Linked DNA regions of Anser cygnoides: region 2 is linked to region 1. A link is a contact called in public Hi-C data. All regions are on one chromosome and are shown on one strand. Each heading gives the region's core, a stretch centred on a gene start, on an enhancer-like site or on the middle of the called end of the contact. The rest is flanking DNA. Distances are from core to core; before and after follow the strand shown. Region 1 holds the start of CACNA1E (calcium voltage-gated channel subunit alpha1 E). Region 2 holds the start of XPR1 (xenotropic and polytropic retrovirus receptor 1).

The links. A called contact is a pair of places that touch in the nucleus more often than the background predicts.
Region 2: a contact with region 1 is called in a Hi-C map of liver, with 6 times the contacts expected there. The contact joins the promoter of XPR1 here to the promoter of CACNA1E in region 1. A contact is called at or near these places in 3 of 7 Hi-C or Micro-C datasets (all in liver).

What each region holds. Positions count from the first base shown.
Region 1 is chr8:11,971,559-11,977,919 of Taihu_goose_T2T_genome, forward strand. It overlaps CACNA1E (calcium voltage-gated channel subunit alpha1 E), which reads right to left and starts at 3,895. Exons shown (of 48, transcript XM_067001526.1): 1 at 2,069-3,895.
Region 2 is chr8:12,113,767-12,120,127 of Taihu_goose_T2T_genome, forward strand. XPR1 (xenotropic and polytropic retrovirus receptor 1) reads right to left here and starts at 2,427. Exons shown (of 15, transcript XM_048054236.2): 1 at 2,092-2,427. The coding sequence starts at 2,160.

The DNA.
Region 1 (6,361 bases), core at 2,645-5,144:
TGCAATTTCAGCACAACAATTTTTTGCGTAGCTAGAAGTGCAGGGAAATTACTTAACCACAGACCCGAGGCGGGGAATTAAACCGATTCGGGACAAAAGGGGAACGGCGCGCCTGGGAAGCAGCCTGCGTGCTGGGGTTTGCTCTTCGGGAGGCACCGATGTCCCCACGGCACACGGGGGCCCCTCGCTGCTGCCCTAACAGAGGCAGCATCGGGGGGGGACCCCAGGAGAGTGGGGCAGGCGGCTGCTCAGGCAGGGCGTAATTTCTCCGCCTGGAACCGAGCCAGGGCTCGGGGGCTCACAACGGAGCGGTGGCTGCAAGGTGGCCATTAAGTGGGGCCTGGAAAGAAAGCGCAAATAATCCCTTAAGAGATGCCGGCTCGCCGTGCCAGACGCTTAAATGCTACAACAGCCGCGTGGAGGACGCCGCTCTGTGACCAGCGCCACGGCCACGCCGGTGACAGGATCACCGTTACCGGCACGGCACACGGGACGGGGCCCTGCTGAAACCACGGGGCAGCCCCACAGGTGCATCCGATGAGCCCAAAACCCAGCCTAAGGAGGGAACGGGGAGAGCAAAGCACAGCGAGGTGGGCACGGGCACAACAGGCGTGCCTGCGATGGGGCGAGGAGCAGCACCTCGGCCCCACGAGGGAGCGGCACGGACACACCGACACGGGACAGGAGGACAGAACTCGCTCCCTGCTTTATCCCAAGGGGATCTGAGCTGCTTGCAGCTGAGCACAGCTCGGGGTTACGGCAGCACAGGGGCAAACGCCTCAACTCCCTCCGCTCCCCCCACATGGAGGCCCCCAGGGCCCAGCCCACACAGCCACATGCCCCCAGCACGGGGCTCTGCCCCAGGAGCAGGGCACCCAGCGCCTTGGGAGGCTGAAGCTTGCCTGATGGCCTCGTCCCAGCCGTGAACAGAGCAGGAGGTGCTGCTGCAGGCCAGCCAGCCCCGGGCAGAGCAGGGCAGCTTCTCCTCACACAGCCCAGCCAAAAAAAAGCAGGGAGGAGCCCTGGGCTGAGCTTAAATACCCCCTGGCCCCATGGGAGGCTGGGGGGAGCTCCAGGTGGGGGAATTGATCTCCTTGTACCTCCGGAGGGAAGGCAGGGACGTATCCTGCTGCCTGCCCCAGCGAGGGTAGCATTTTGCTGGCATTTACACAGTGTCTTTGCTTGTCTTCAGCCCAGAGCCTCTTCTTTGGCAGCCGCTTTCTGCATCCGTGCTTCCAGCAGCACAAAAAGAGCCGCAGCTCCCCAGAAATCACCAGGAGGGGTACCAGGGGTCCCGGGAGCTCGCCCCGGGGACCGTCACGCTGAGGGGTGGAGGCAGAGCAGCCCCCCGAGCCCTCGTGCTATGTGGGTGGGAGGCTGGAGGCCCAACTGAGGAACAAGAGGGCTCTGCTGGGAGGTGTCGGGGTGCTCCAGGGACCCCACAGCACCCTGCGGGGCCCCGGGGTGCTGGCTGGCAGCGCAGCAGGCAGCCGCTCGCTGGCAAGCTACTGCAGGCCTCCACGAGAGGGCTTTGCTGCACAAGGAAAGGAAGGAGGAGGAGGAGGGCTGCTGCAGCCTGCCTCCAGCCCCGCCGGCTCCTCTTCTCCCACATCCCCGAGGAGCAGCGGGCAGCAGAAGGACGTCGTCAGCCCGGGCTGCGCCCAGAGGCCCTGGGGACGTCGGCGCATCGGTGGTGGCACCGCGAGCAGCCGCCTCTCCTCTTCCTGCAGCCTCCTTCGGGCAGCTCCGCAGCAGACTCAGGGACCAAGCGGAGCCAGCAGGGTGCTGAGCAGCACCCCGAGGCGCTGGGTTCCCTCCAAGCTCATCGACTGAATGAATTCACCCCGATCCCCAAGCAGCAGAGGCAACTTCTTCGGGGTACGGCTCCTCCCGGCCTCCCCGCTGTGCCAAGGACCCCCAGGGACACTTATATCCTCCCTGGAGCAAACGGGGTGGGCGCCGGGGGGGGTCAGGTCACCGCTGCAGGCACGTGGAGCCCGGTAAATCCAGCGGGGTCCCCGCGTGGGAGGGCGGCAGCGGGCTTAAAGGGCAGAGCAGGACGACTCACCGCCCGCGCTCGGTGGCTGGAGGCCGATGGGGATTTCTGTCCCCTGCTGCTCAAAGAGCCACTTCCTCCTGCTGGCTGCTAGCGAAACCCCAGCCGGGCTCGGGATGGGGCCCTGGCTTAGCGAGGGAGGGGGCATCCTCCTGGCTGCAGGGGGATCCCTCCCCGGCTCCGCTCCCTCCTTCCTGCCCTCCTGGCGTTTCCGAGCCAGCTGTGTCCTTCCTGCCCTTCCCCGCGCTCCCCATCCGCTCCTCCACTTCCCTCCCCGTTCTCCTTTCCCCCCCCCCCCCCGGCCCCGTTCGTGCCGTCCCGCCCGGGGCTTGCCAAAGCAAACAGGAGGAGAGCGGCCGAGGGCAGAGTCCAGCGGCGGGCAGCACGTGGCGCCGGCGATGCCGAGCCCGCGGACGCTGCGCCCTCTGCGGCTTTCCCCTCGCTGGGCCGGGCTGAGGTCCCCAAGGAGGAGGCAGATTTGGGGCTTGAGCCCCCCGCAGTGTTTTTACGGCAAGGTCTTTCCACCCCCCAGTACTGCTCGATGCCAGGAAGAGCAGCAGTGGAATATTTTCCCTGGGGATTGTTTGTGCTCCTTCCTGCGTCTGCACGCACGGCGCTGGATGTGCCTCGACCTGTCCCGGGGCTCACATTAAGCCCCTGAGCTACCGGAGACGACAGCTGAGGTCGGAGGCGAGGAGGAGGAGGAGGAAGAGGGGGGGGTGAAAGGATGTGGGGCGACGTGCCACGGGGTGACGTGCCAGAGCATCGGGCACGTGGAGGAGCCCCATACCTGCCTCGCCATGTGCCTCGCCGCCGCTCCGAGCCCTTCCCTCCCCCTCTCCACCGCCAATAAATCACTCTGCTGGAGGAAACCAGAGGCACAAAACCTCAGCCGGAGCCTTTTTTTCCCCTGCCCTCCCAGGCAGCTCTGCGTTTCATTACCGCTCCCCCCGGGGCGGCGCGGCCAGGCAGCCCTCGCCCAGCCGGGGGGGGCCCCGCAGGGTGTGCGCGTCGGGAGCAGAAATTACAACCAGAAGGGACTTGTTCATCTTTATGCCCATATCCCAGCGCTCGCCCGGCCCTGACCCTGCCTCCGGGACCAGCGTTGGCCTGGATTTTCTCTTCTTCTTCCCCCAGCACCCCCCTGCCCTCCCTCCGGTGCCCCCCATGCAGCTGGGAGAGGCCCCAGCAGGCGCGCAGCCCCGAGGCGCTGGCCTCCCTCCCGGCTTCCCTCCCTCCCCGCAGCTCTCTCTCCGGATTCCTGAGCGCTGACACAGCCCCGGCAGGATGCTGCAGCACCGAGTCCGCACCGCCTGCCCCGGGCAGGGGAAGGACGGGTGGCCGAGCCGGGTCGCACCGGGCCGGGAGGGCACGGGGAGGGAGCACCCGGAGCCTCCGCCGAGCCTCGGCCCCTCTCGGCCTCGCTGGAGGGGAGCGCCGGCTGGCAGCCGGCCCCGGAGGCGTGGGTCCGTCCCTGTAAAGGCCGAGGTGATTCACGCCGTTGGCACGAGCGCGTACAAATCCTCCTCTCCCTCCAGCAGGCATCCCAGTGAGAGCGGCGGCACCGGGAGCTGCAGCCCGCGACCACCGGCGGCCAAATGCAGCAGGAGGCGAGCTGACGCGGCATGCCTTGTCCTCCCCGGGCAGCCCCCCGCTCCTGTCTGCCCCAGGGGCCGAGCTCCGAACAGCCTCCTCCGCCGGCTCCAGCCCCAGCCCCACGCGGAGGAGCCGCTTCCAGCCATCCCCGCGGCCCGCTGCTATTCCGGGAAGGCGAGCGCCCTGCCATCCTCCCGTTAGGTCACATCCGCCCAGACCCCGTGGGGCACTTTCCATAGGTGTCGCCCTCTCTTCCAAGTGATGGAAGTTTTTATTTTTATCTGGCTCATTCACGTGCTCCTGCTTCTTCCGTCAGCGTTTGCAGGGGTGGCGGGTTTGGGCAGCGAGCCTCTCCCCCGGCCGCTTCCCCCGTCCCTTCTCATCTGTCCCATCCCATCACCCGCACCTCTGCGGCCATCTCAGCGCGGGGGGACGCGGCCAGGGATCGGAGCAGCGTGATGGAACAGATGAATTCAGGAAAGCGGCCCCTGGTTGTGTCAATGGGATTGTAGGAACAAGGCAAGACGCTGGGAAAAAAAAAAGGGCAGAAAAACCGATACCAAAACTAATTCAGCGTGGTAATTACGAGTCTGTTTCGATTTGAGACTCATTTTCCAGCGGAGGCGCAGACCCCTCTGCGACAAACCGAAACGTACCGGCGGCTGTCCCGTCTCGGCCGTCTTTCCCAGATCCCTTCAGCAGCAGCCCGTGGCTCCCTGGGGACACGCAGCACACCCCGGGGCGGGCGGTCCCTGCCGAGTCCCGCAGCCTTTCGGGAGCAGCGCGCGGTTTGTTTGACCAGCGCCGCTCGCAGCAGCCCCCGCGAAGCAGAGACGCTGCTCGGCGGAGGCTCGGGAGGCGAGCTGCAGTTCGCTAAGCGAAGCCCCGCTGCAGCTTAGGCAGAAAATCTCCAGCCGGGAACAATTGGGGCATACCACAGAGCCGCTCCCGCCCTTGCCCGGGGCCAGCGGGGCCGCTGCAGCCCTGGGAACGGCCGCCTGCTCCCGGGGCACCCGGTCCCTGAGCTTGGGCTGGGGGGCAGCTTTGTTCCCGGGCGCTGGATTTACGCCACGATTCTGGGGTTCTGCTGCTTCCAGCGGGGCACGGCTTCCTTAGCCCCGCACGCGTGTTATAAAACACACCAGGGGAACACGCGAGGAGCAGCCCCAGCTGGCCCGGGTCCTTCGGGGACACCGCTCAGCAGCTGAAAAACAAGAACCTGCTCACGCTGCGAGCGCTGCGCAGCGCTCCCGCCAGCCAAAGGGAGCTGCGCTAGCATCGCGGGGCTGCCCTCGCCGCGTGTCGGAGGCAGGCGGCCACGAGGCTCTTGCACAACGCCTCTGGGAGGTGGGACAGATACGAGCGCCGCCAGGCGATGTGTGCCAAAGGGAAGTCGGGCCCCGGCCGCGTGGGGACCCGCGAAGCAGCTGGACCAGGCGCCCAGGAAGCCTTCGGGTACGCGAAGCTGCTCCTGATCGCCTCGCTGAGCCGAGAGCGCAAGCGCCCCGAGCCCATGGCAGCGCTCAGGGAGATGCTGCTGGCAAAGGAGCGGGACCAAGGCGCTCCCCCAGGCCTTGGGAAGGAGCTGCACTCATACAGGAGCACGAGGGCATCGCCATCCCCTCACCCAAAGGGCAACCCGTGCCCTCCGGCAGGGCTGGAGGGAGAGGCCGTCCCTGCCCCCAGACCACGCACCTCCCACCTTTCTCCTCCTGCCAACCTCTCATGACAAAAGTCCCAAATTGACTTCCCCACCAGACACCAGGTACAAATTTCAAGGAAAATCAAATGAAGACGGTAAGACTTGGGCTTTTCCGCATGGGAACCACTACCTCGTGCCCAGGCTAGGAGAACTCCCCCCACGACACCCCGACCCAGACGGCTTCTCCCTCATTCTTCATTTCCTAGCACTTCAGGAGGACCAAGCCCAGCACTTGCAGCTGCCACAGAAACCAAGTGTAAAAATCGCAGCCTGCCCCGTGAGGGTACGGCGCTGCTCCCATTTCATCCACGTAAGAGAAAGCGAAGAGCTGAGAGGCCGTGCTCGTCATCGCTCACCTCCCAGCCTGCTCCCCAGCTCTCCCACCCGAGGTGGGCCCCGATGCCCGGGGAGATATCCCGGGCTGCATTTCACAGCACGACACGGAGGGCACACACGAGCCTTCCTTTACTTCAGGAGATGTAATCTGCAGTGGAAGAGTTCATTAATTAGGAGCAGAGAGGCCTCTAGTGAATCTCCCAGCGAGAAGCAGGAAAAAAAATCCCCCACAATTCAGTCTAATTACAGCGCCCTGGGGCGCTCCACAGTCACTGTGAAGCACAGGCCAAACTTTTCTCCCCACCCTTAAGAGCAGGAACTTCAACCCAGTTATAGCTTTACCGATAGCGAGAAAAATAAATAAAAAATAAAGCCCCGGTACTCGTCGTCTTAACTCTTCTGCAAGTAGCAACAAACAGGAGGTACGGAGGAATATTTTTGGCAGAGCAGCAAGTGGCCAGGAGCACAGCCTATGTCCGGGAAGTATCAGCTCACACGCCCCCGGCCCCGGACCTTTGAGCGAGGAGGCGGACGCCAGCCCTTGACCCGGCCGCGCTGGGACTGCGCCCAGACATGTTTCGGGGACCCAGCAACCACCTCCCACCCAAACCAAGCGAACATCAGGTACTTTCTAAGCAAGACCTCGAGCTCTACCGCAGCTCCATGCCCAC
Region 2 (6,361 bases), core at 1,177-3,676, 140 kb after region 1:
AGCTCCTTGTAGCCTCGCTTGTCTTCAAACCAGAGCCTTCCCACCTGGAGAGGACCTCAGGGTCTTACAAGACTTAGGGGCTGCGTGAAAGTCACCTGCTCTCCAATGGAAAAAGCTACGGACATCAGAGTTGAAAAATCAGATGACTACATGTAAGCCTTATCAACAGACTGCCTTGAAGACAATTGCTATTCCATCTTCCGGTCCTTTCATTATCATCACTAACCTGTCGTGGTAAGTCCCTGCAAATGGGACTGATCTTTTCCGAGTTAAACACAATGGGATCTCTCACTCCGAAATGGTAACTGATTACTGCTTTAATTAAGGAGAAGATATAAACTGTCAAATAAAAAACCACGTTAAGATATTTAAATGAATTATACACATACATTTTTAGAAAAAAAAATTACTACGATGCACAATGTAAGAAGTATTGCACACAAATAATGAAAGCAACATTTGCCAAGCAACAGCTTGGCATTTCTCTTGACAAAGGAGGGTTGCATGCTTCTTGCCTCGAGTATCACCAACAAGTAAACCAAGGTAGCGCCGCGCTCCACACGACCACCAGCCACTGAATAATAAATGCCAGACTATTGCACTACTGGAATATGCATGAGCAGCAGGCTGACTCACGTTCAGCCAGCTACAAGGCTAACAAAGAGTTTTGAAACTTACTACTAAAAGGGAGGGTGGGGTTTTTATTTTAATTCACTCAATATTCAGCTATCGCTATCTGTCCAACGAGGAGAACGCTATGTCTAGAAAGGGAAACATCTATAAGGAAGATTTTACTGAAATCTACCTTTATTTTAAACTGGGATGGGGGAAGGGAGAAAGAGAGAATATCAGTGCCCTAGTTAAAACATCTGAAAATTAACCTCCTGTAATGAAAGCAGCGGCCAATGCGCAGCAGAGTTCTTCACGCCTTAATCGAGGTGTCATAGTTCGCTAGGTCTCCTTCACCCTCCCTCGACTTCCATCTGGTCAGCCAGGAGCGAAGCCTTCTGCACATCTTTTTTCCTCCTTGACTTCCCCTCCAGCCCCACCTCCGAGCCTTCCCTTAGGACCACACGCAAGTTTTCTGCTCCCAAAAGCAGAAAACAACCCCAAGAGCTCTCGCACAGATAATGCATCAGAGACCCGATGCAGAACTAATCTGCTACCGTACTGAGACAATGGGCTCCCTCCTTCGCAAAAACTGATGTGTTACTTGGGCAGCTCGTTTGCAAATAACTCAGGTAGATCACAATTTTGTTCTAAAGTGAAACCTGCCTGCAGTTTTTCTTTAGACATCCATTCCTTTGCACTCAGGTAATGGAAAACAAAGGAGTGGTCAAAAGGGAAGATATAAACTTTTCAAGTCCGACAAGAATAACACAGCAAGCTAAGATAAACACGGTTTCCTTGCGAGAGCAGACAGCTTCATAGGGATATGAGAAATAAATCACTATTATGGTTCCAGAGAGAAAACCCTGGCCCTCGAATGATAACAAGCGTTGAGTGTTTTTTTTTTGCCTGGCTCAGCGGGTCAAGAAGCCCGCTGCCGACGGCTCTCCTGGAATCAGCTTTCAGCCGGCCAGGTTTAATTATTACTCGCGGAGATGACCGGTGCTGCTGGGGAGAATATCTCGAAGCGGTGACAGCGAAATAAGCAGCGGTTTTACCGGGGATAACGGCCTCCCTGAGCACCAGCCCAAAGCCTAACAGCGGGCAGGAGCCCGGGTTGAGCTGCTGAGGTGTCAGCGCGACCTTCCCACAGCAGGCACCGGGAGCTGCAGGGGGGGGGCCGGGCCAAGCCCAGCACCCCCAGAGGGGGCTGGAGGAGGCTCGGGGGGGACCTCCGGTACCGGGCTCCACGAGACGGTGCTGCCTTGGGGTGATTTCTGATTCACCCCCCGTTCTTCTGACCTTCCCGCTAGGCCGAGAGGGTAGAGGAGAAAACGGGCTGGGCGCGGACAGCCCCCGCGGCCCCATCCCTCCGCGCTGCCCCTCGCTGAGGGGAACGGCGGCGGCGGCCTCCCCCCCGCCCCGGCCTGCGCCCCCCTCCCGGTGCCTCCGCCGGTGGGACCGGGCAGGGGCAGCCCCCACCTCATACTGGATGTACTGCTTCCGCCACTCGGGGGTGATGTGCGCCGCCAGGTGCTCGGCGAACTTCATCCTGCCGCCTCCTCCTCCTCCTCCTCCTCCTCTGCCGCCGCCTCGCTCGCTCCGAGCCTCTTCAGCGGCGCCTGGCCGCCAACGGGCCGCCGCCGCCGGTACTGGGGGGCGGGGGGGGGCCTCCGCCGCCGCACATGGGCCCCCGCCCGCCCGCCCCGCTGCTCCTCAGGCGCCGCCGCGGGGCCTCCTCCTCGGCTCGGCTCGGCTCGGCTCGGCTCGGCTCGGCTCAGCGCCGCCCCGCCGCCGCCGCCGCCTCCCCGGCCGCCGCCGCCGCCGCCATCTTGCCGCCCCGCCTCCCCGCCCCGCCCCGCCGCCCAGCCCGCCGCCGGCACGGCCGCGTCGCCACGGCAACCGCCGGCACCGCCCGCCGGGGGCGGGGTTTCGGCGGGGTGGGGGCGTGGCTCGGCGAGGCCCCGCCTCCTCCTCGTCGCCTCAGAGCTGGCCCCGCCCCTACGCGCGGGGCTGGAGGACGGTTTTTTGTGGGTTTTGCCCCAAAAGCTGGCCGTGGGGCCGCGTGGGAGCACACAGCGCGTCACCCCGGGGGTGGCGGGCAGCCAGCGGGTGTCCTGGGCGCTGCAGTCCGCAAACCCAGCACCCGGAGTAACCAGAGAAACCCCCCATCCCCTGCACCTCAGGTCGCTTCCCAGCCGCCACGGGGCAGGTGGTTATCGCTGATAAACCACGGTGGCAGAGGCACAGCAGAGGCCGGGCTCCTCTCCCTGCCCATCGCCATGGTCCCCAGCCACATCTCCGGGTCCCCCTGCCACCGGAGCAGGGCACCCAGGGGCCGTGGTGGCACCACGCTGCGCCAGCCCCTTCCCTGTTCCCATTTGCACCACGACTCTCTCCGTGCTGTTTCGGCCAGGAAAAGATAAAAGAACCGGCGTTACTTGCTTTTTTTAAACCCAACGAGGAGGAGTCGGGAGTGGGCTTTCCGCCAGCGCAGTCTGGCACATGCTTTGTTGAGAGCATATAGAATAATTTATAAATAGCGTGTTTTTCTTTTAAAAATATATACTTTTAAAGATCCTGTATTGCTGGGGAGAAGGAGTCTTCAAAAGAGGCCATAGAAAAACAGTCTTTCAGAGGGAAAACCACGCAGAGGCATATACCGGCCAGCCTCTCAAAGGCTTGGTTGGGCACAAGCCCCCCAGCCCCGCAGCATCACCGTGGGCTTCCCGCTGCCCCCAAACCCCGTCCAGCCAGCCCCGCTGCGGGGCTCATCAGCACACTGCTTAAGAAGCGTGGTCAAGGTATTGGGTTGCCCAGGGACAGCGCTGCAGAACTGAGCAGCGGCTGTTGGTTTTTCATATGTTCTCCTCCCCACTGAGCGCCGGTACAGGACGAGGGGTGTCAATGAACAGCACGAAACAGAGGTTTAGGGGGTTATGGGAACGGGACAGTCCGAATGTGAGCTACACACCACCATTGGGACAGGACAAAAAAATAAGTGGCGTTTATTTTGCTGTTCCCCGTGAAGAGCGGCCAGGTTCATGCCCCAAAACAAACGTCTCCTCTGTGGTTTTCACACAGACATGTCAGGAGATGGGAAAGGAGATGGACGGGGCGAGAGGCTGAGTGAAGCAAGATGGAAACGGAGCTTTTTGATTTTTTTTTAGCTTCACACCAAACAAAACACTGTCAGTCAAACAAAAACGAGATTTCTCTTTCTTTTCTTTTTATTTTTTCCTTAAGCTTGAAAAGGAAAATGCCATACAACTTCTCATCCAACCGACCCAAACCACGTTATTTAGCGGTGATGTGCCTCCCTGCACACAAAACCCATTATTTGCAACCTCTGGACAGCCGGGCGGCCACGGCGTTGGCTGCTTCAGGGAGAAGCCATCGGGGCCATTTGTATGCACTGCGGCACAGGAGCTTACAGAAGGAGGGAATCAATGTTTTATTGATATCTACAAAAACTATATGGCAGCTGCACTAATTACATGCTTTTCTCCCAGATCCCCTTTACTGCATGCGAACAAGAGGCCAGCCTGCAGGTAGAACCTGCGAGCACGGCACGCGTGCCTCCAGCCCTCTACCATCGACAGGCGTCTCCCATGGCAAAACGAGGCAGCCTTAATTACCCCCTTTCTTTGTCTGCTGTGGAAAAAAAAGGAATGTAAGGAGGGCTTAGCTGAGGAGGTGGTTGCCATATCCCACACAGGCAGCTGAGCATTTTGGAGCCTGAAGACCATGTCCTCACTGCCTCCGTCCCACCCTAAAGGCTCTGTGGGTGCCTTGCACCCTCTCCCGTGCCTGCTGAAGCCGGGGTCGGGTGGGAGGATCAGGCCCTCCATGCAGTTGCTCCTGAAAGAAAGGCAAGGACAAACTGAGAGAAATCGAGCCGCAGGTGCTAGAGCAGGGAGGGCGTCGTGGCCTCTCACCATGGAGACCAGACAGAAACCGAGCGGAGGCCGCGCGCTTCAGATAATTTGTCTCAAATACTTCGTCAAGCCCGTAGCTGTACAGACAGAACCAGTCACACGCAGGACATCTCTCTGTCCCCAGCCCCAGGCACACAGTGCCAACCTCCTGCGCCTATCTCCTTGTGTTGCCCCCCTCTCTGCCTCACTTTGCCCACCTGTGAAATGGGCGGAGGGGGCCAGGGCAGGATCGGGCTGGGCTCCCGGGCACGCAGCGCTGCCAAGGTGGCCAAGATCTCCTTACGGGACACGGCGCTGCCATTTGCTATTGCGGGGGGTGGAGAAGGGAGACGGACTCGACAGCTGTGCCGAGGGAAACTTTCCACCCGCGGTAGCTGCCAGGCTAAATATACTTCGGGACGGGACCCCCGCGGCCACGGCAGGGACAAGGGGGACCTGCCAGCCTCGGGGCCACCCCGCCTGGCAGCTGCCAGGGACCTTGCATCAGCATCCAGTGCAAGGTCCCTCCCCACTGGCCTTGTCAGCGTGCTGTCCTCTCACCCCGGGGCAGAAATCCTGGGGAGGGAAAGGGGATGGAGAGAGCCCCCGAGGTGCTCGTTTTGCTGGGGACGGGGACGGTGAGGGAAACACAGCAAGGGGCAAGCACGTGCTGGCAGCCCCCCGCGACCCCTTTCAGGGGAGTGGGTGGGTGGGTGCTGCAGAACCTCTGCTGCCAGCTTCAGCCCCCCCAAAACCAACGCCGGGCTCCCCGAGGGCCGCAGCCGGGCCGCCAGTGCCCCCCAGCGGCAGCGGGACCGGGCCGTGGCGACACCCGCGGTGCCCGGCCCCACGCGTGCCACCGGGACACAGAGCAGGGAGCTGGGAGGGGGGCAAATTTGGCAAAGGTCCTAAAAAGCTTGAGAAGTGTTAGGGGAGCACCTGGTGTCAATGAAGTGGCTGCTTTCCCTCTGTGATACTAACAGGCATTTCCGAAGCAGCAGGTAGAGGGATTGTGCCAGCTTACATAAACATATTTATCTATCGATCTATATATATATTTATACATGTATACATATGTATACATTTCAATAAATGTATATATAACACATATCTATCTGGAACAGAAGTTCTGTGAGGAGCGGCTGAGGGAACTGGGGGTGTTTGGTCTGGGGAAGAGGAGGCTCAGGGAGACCTCATTGCTCTCTGCAGCTCCCTGAAAGGAAGGTGTGGGGAGCTGGGGGTCGGCCTCTTCTCACAGGTAACTAGCGATAGGACTAGAGGGAACGGCCTCAAGTTGTGCCAGGGGAGGTTCAGGTTGGAAATGAGAGAAATTTCTTCTCAGAAAGAGCGGTCAGGCACTGGGACGGGTTACCCAGGGAGGTGGTGGAGTCACCATCCCGGAGGGTGTTTAAGGAAAGGTTGGACGCGGTGTTTAGGGACATGGTTTAGTGGGTGACACTGGTGGTAGGGGGGTGGTTGGAGCAGATCATCTTGGAGGTCTTTTCCAACTTTAGTAATTCTATGATTTTATCTAACCAACAGCCAATTTGAGGCTTTCTTCTCGATGGGGGCTTCCACTCTGCCCCCAAGAGGGTTTTGAGGAGAACCGTGCCACGGCTGCCCAGCTTGGATGTGGCTCTGGCCACGGCTCCTTCGCACTGAGAAACCCAGGGCACGGCCCAAACCACGGGGGGCTCAGGCCCACCGCCCCGCTGGGCAGGCAGACCCCCCGTGCAGACTGCAGCGGCAGCGGCAGGCTTCGAAGGCCGCCTGCCCGCGTCCTCCCCAGCCTCGCCACGGCCTTCGTCACCTGCCGGTCTCACAGCGCCGGGCCC